Linked DNA regions of Gossypium hirsutum: region 1 is linked to region 2. A link is a contact called in public Hi-C data. All regions are on one chromosome and are shown on one strand. Each heading gives the region's core, a stretch centred on a gene start, on an enhancer-like site or on the middle of the called end of the contact. The rest is flanking DNA. Distances are from core to core; before and after follow the strand shown.

Region 1 (2,893 bases), core at 293-2,792, 400 kb after region 2:
TTCAAGAATTTTCCTTGAATCGTATACAATATTCCCAAATCATATCCAATTTTTAGACTGTAGGAAAGATTTAAGATTTAGAAATGGTGCACCAAATTTTGGCAGAATGAATCCAAGCAAAAGAGCAACTACAACTAGGAGTCAACTATCTATTGTGGTTAATTTATACTAATTTCCCAGAAAAAGCAACCTAAACCAATTCCGAACATTTGCCTAATCCTAGATCATAAAGAGCACCAAAATCAGAAAATCTCAAGTCCCATTTCGTATCAAACCGTATATTATGAACTGAGACAATGCAAATTCATCAAAATTTCAAGTAATTCCAATTAAATCAAGATCATGTATATCCAAAGTCAAACTGTTCTCTGAATTCACCTAATTACTCCATATAAAAGAAAAACAACATAAATAAATTTTAAAAAATGAACCCAAACTGCTTACCGTCTTGAGTAAGCAAGGGATAATCCAAAGCACTCAAAGCAATAAACCAATCCCAGCCAGGATCAACCTTCATCAAAATAGCGGCAGCGTGCAAAGTGGAAGCAATATACGAAGAACCCATATACGAAAACCGATCAGGGTTCCCTATAACATCTACATTTGAAAAGCTCCTAATAGCAGGCACAGATTTCAAAGCCACAACCAAACTATACCGTTCGCCATCAGTGGCATCAGCTCCAAGATGCAATACATAACGATTCCTGGGGTGATAGACAGCAAGGAGTAGCCTAAAGATCCGATCTTTATCACCTTTTCCACCAAATATATAATACCCAAAAGCTGGTGGATATGGAAGGCCGAGTTGGACCAGTGAAGGGAAAGGTCTAGGGGGGCTGAAAGGTGAGATCGAGTAAAGTACGAGGAGGAGAACGGAGAGAAATGTAAGGGAAAGAAGACTGAAAAACCATTTCCTTTCAGCTCCCATAACAATAGTGTTTTAAGGGTCTTCAAAAATTGTGGTAAAATTGGATTCAAAGATTGACTTTTGAGCATATGGTTTTGTTGAGGATCGAATGAGGAAATCCGGGTTGAATTTGGATTTTGAAGATGTTACAGGAGAAAGGTCGGATCTCTGGTTCCACAAGACTGAAAACCATTGATGATAAAATCTAGATCAGCACAGTAAAGCTCTTTTTTGTTTTTTGTTTTTTGCTCAATTCTCTCTTTCCCTCTCTCTCTCTCTCTCTCTATCTTGCTGTAATGCCAATCAAAATGATTATAGCATTTTCTTTTCACTCCTTTGCTCTTGCTTGTTTGTGTAAAATGTTCAAATCCTTGGTTTGTTTTGATGATGAAATGAATTTTTTTTTTCTTTGGAGGTGAAAGAATTAACTAGGGTTAGGGTTTTTTATTCTATTTTTTCTCTTTCAGGTTAGATTTGGCTTAGTTGGAGAGAAAGAACATTTGAAGTTTCAACCTGTGGATCTTCTGATCTGTACGATTTGATTTGTTTTTTCTGATAAGGTATAATAATCCATTTTACCCTCTAACTTTAAAATTATTTATTTATTTTAAGTGATAAATAAATGAATTAAAAATAAATTCAAAAATGAAAAGAAACGAAATAAATAAATAAATAAAATTGTAACTCTGTTTTTTCTTCTTTTGGGTGGGTCCAAAAAACACAAAACCATTTCACGATCCTGAGTTGCGCGTCAAGTAACGCGCTTCCGTGAAGGCAGTCCCTGGATTAACTTAATTTAAAAGGTACAGATCTAGAATCGCTAAACTCCTTTTAGAAAGGTGGTTTTCATAGTTCGCAACTTAGGGAAAATATGGATTGCGTCTTTGAATCAACTCTCCCTGCATGCGCTAAGCAAAGACGTGATATGATATGATGAAAATTGACCTACTCTTGGGTTTAGATAACGGTAGATGGCCGTCTTTCTTTCATCTTCCTACTGCTATATCCATATCAAACTTCATTCTGCTTCTCTTTAACCTTCTAGATGTCAAAGTTTTGAGGTTCTCTTCTAATTAATCTCTAAAATATTTGTATTCCATCAATTTAATTTTCAGTTTAGGATTAAAATGTCAACTTGATATATAAATATATTTAAAATATATGGATTAAATTTTAAATATATATATTGAACAAAAAAAACAAGTGTCATTGAAATTTAGGGGTTACTCTTTAATGGGTCGGGTCGGATTTACATTGGGCTTAAACATGATATTAACAATTATGTTTGCCCAAGTCCAACCCAACCCGAAATATAAGGCTAAAATTCTGTCAAGTCTATCATATTAATAAATGGCTAACCCAAACTTATTTTAGGTCTGCTCATATTAAAAAAAACTAAAATATATATTTATATTTATTAAAATTTTATATATAACTGGAAATTCTATCACACGTGTATGCATGCAGAAACTACAGATTTAGAACACAAATGTGTGTTTAAAAATAACATACAATAAATAATTAAACATAAAGTTTGAAACTAATAATAATAACAACACATATGTAATATGTACGCAATTAAAATAATAAAAAATTTAATTTACGAGTAAAAGAAAATTGAAATAGGTAAATAAATCATATTAAGAATATTAAATACACTCCAATTGTTTATTATGGTGTTGCCATTTTTTATAACACGTTAAAAAAAGATCAAGTTAGTGAGGAGAACAATCAATATTAAATTTCATTTTTAAAAAATTAAATATCAAGTTGAGTTGTGACGCCAACACAATCAGTGACATTATCTATACTGGAAATCTTATCACACGCGTATGTGCGTGAAAACTACATATTTTGAACGCAAATGTGTGTTTAAAAATAACGTACAATAAATAATAAAACGCAAAGTTTGAAAGTAATAATAATAACACATAGGCAACAGGTGCGAAATTAAAATAAAAATATCGCAAGTAAGAGCTCTTTCAA
Region 2 (2,700 bases), core at 131-2,630:
CCAGAAGAGAGAACAAATTACATTAGTAGTTTAGTTTGCAACCCCTACTAGATTAAAAAATAAACTTTCAATTGTTTTTTTTCCGATAGGCATATTACCCACGATATCTAATTGATTCTAATTTTCCGATAGGATAATAATCCATATATCTCTATTATGACAAAATTTTTAATTGAATTAATTGGATTTATTAATCAAATTTCAATTTCATTAGGTAATTATTAAAATTTCGTTCTTTTTTTTATAAAATAATTTATATTATTATGATGTGATTTGATTTGAATAAAGGGCACATTAAATATTAAATATGTAATTTTATAATTTTAATTAAAATATCAATTGATTTTTATGTTATATATATTTCTATATAAAGATTAAACGCTTTGATTTAATGAGAATATTAAAATGATTATAAATCTCATTTATATTAATTAAAATTTTTAATTATATATTATCTTATTTTTAAAAGGTTTTGTTATGTACTTATGATCATTAACTCGAGAATCAGATAAGGTCCAGGTCGCCCACCCGTGATCTGGAAGTTTGTAAAGGAAGTTTGCGGTCTCAGTTTACACTCACTTGGTGCTCGCAAGGGGAGCTTGTTGTCTCTGCTCATATATATCTAAGGAGCTTGCATGTGGGGTCACGAAGTCTAGTAAACAACCTAGAATAGTACACATGTCCTGTATGCATAGAGTCTACTAAGAAAATTAATTTTATAAACACTAACCATGTATATAAATATTCGATTGTCCCATTTAATGAGACGCAACAAAAAAAATTTACTCATCAAGTTTATATATTTTTTATACTACAATTAAATTGATTAAAATGATTTGATTCTAATTAAAAAAAAGAAACAAATATTGAATAAATAGCCACATGATGATGGAATTTTTTTTAACAAATATATAGCGGAAATTAAACTTAAAAGATTTCGATTTTATTATTTCAAAAAAAAATTACATGAAAAATTGTACATAAACAGTGGATTAATCTTATTAATCTCTTACAAATTATAATATAAAATAAGCTTTAAGTAACTTAAGAAAAAAATGTTAAAAGTATTCTCGGCCTTCAGAGACCCCATAGTGACCATAAGTCGTAAAAGCACTGCTGGGAAAGTCAACAACAGATAAATGAAGCTCAAACGTGGGACATTACCCAACACTTGCATTGCCAACCATACCAGAAAACGGTGTCGTTCCCAATCCGAATGCGAGCTTTCTCTAGATCTTCTTCCTCCTCTGAAGTCTGATCCATAATCACAGCCGTCCGATTATAAGTGCGGTGATGATCTGATGAGGACAAGACAAAAAGGACAACCAACCCCACATGATAAAAGGGTTTTTTTTAACGAAAATAAATAAATAATGATTGAATTGATGGATCAACCTTTTTAAGCTCTTCATTACGTTCACAAACTTTCTACTCTTACTACTATACACAAACAAATTCACAATTTTTATTCCTTTTTTTAGAAAGATCTGAAAATAAACGAGAAAAACAAACAAAACAAAAAAAAACCTTGGAGCTTTGGCTTTTTTTGTTTTTGGCGTGTTACTCGCAAAGCACTTTTAGTTAAGATTCGTGTATTACTGTTGAAGTTGTGAAGAAATGTGTTTTGTTTTGAATTTGATTGACTGGATCCGTTTGATACGCTGGGGATGTAGCTTCCTCACTCTTGAATTTTGAGGTAACTGCTGCGAATGGCGGGAGAGTTTCAAGAGCCTTTCAACATTAGTTTTCTGGTAAATTTTCTTGCTCTTTCTTTCCTTTTGGTTAGGTGTTTGGAATTTCTATTATGTGTTTCATCAATGGAATTATATTTGTCAACTGGATAATTGTTGTAGTGCTTACTGAATATTGTGAAACCGGTTTATGTTTAGAAATGGTGGAATCTCAATTTGTTTTTAACTAATGAAATGATAATCTCACTTATGAAGTTTAAAACAAGAAAAAAAAATTGTAGTGGTTGGTTCACTTCATTTGCAAAACGAACTTACTTCATGTTCATAGTTTGTACATATATATCCCCTTTTGGATGACTCAAGTTCATTTACTTGCTATTTAGGTTTCAGTTTCTCTAGTCCATATCTCGATTAGTTCTAGTTTGATCATGATCACTGTTTCCTATCTCAATTTTTGATGATATTATTGAATAAAATGTCATGTATTCACAAAAACATACATAATGTATCTCAGACAAAGAAATGCAATTGTTCTTAGGAGATGGTATGTATGTTAGCCATTAGTTTTGACATTAACTTATAATTATAGTATTAGATATGTTAGTTATTCTTTTTCAAACTTCAAATTATCTATGGAACCACTTTTGTGTCATTAGAAATGTCTACTATATTATTTTTGAGAAGTTGAAAATCTACAGAAGATTGTCTTTAGCTATAATGGCTTACGGTATCTCAAGTACCTCTACCAATGGGTATTTAAGTGCTGGTGAATTTTGATCTTGCTAACCATTTTTATGAGTTTCTGATCCATGAACTGGATCATAAAATACGATTTACTTTATTCTCTGATAACTTGTCCACCTATTTGATTTATTCTAACTCCACATTCTTTTCAATCTTGGCAGACAGAATCTTTGCATTCTGGTTCTATATCATTTGGCAGATTTGAAAATGAGCCCTTAGCTTGGGAAAGGAGATCCTCTTTCTCACACAATAAATATCTTGAAGA

What was found. Hi-C and Micro-C count contacts between places; a contact is called where the count stands out from the background.
Region 1: a contact with region 2 is called in a Hi-C map of leaf, with 1.7 times the contacts expected there. The contact joins the promoter of LOC107907939 here to the promoter of LOC107910037 in region 2. A contact is called at or near these places in 2 of 34 Hi-C or Micro-C datasets (both in leaf).

Annotation. Positions count from the first base shown.
Region 1 is chrD02:55,055,442-55,058,334 of Gossypium_hirsutum_v2.1, forward strand. It overlaps LOC107907939 (beta-glucuronosyltransferase GlcAT14A), which reads right to left and starts at 1,543. Exons shown (of 4, transcript XM_016835236.2): 1 at 445-1,543. The coding sequence starts at 928.
Region 2 is chrD02:54,654,422-54,657,121 of Gossypium_hirsutum_v2.1, forward strand. LOC107910037 (protein WVD2-like 7) reads left to right here and starts at 1,381. Exons shown (of 9, transcript XM_016837776.2): 1 at 1,381-1,751; 2 at 2,597-2,700. The coding sequence starts at 1,710.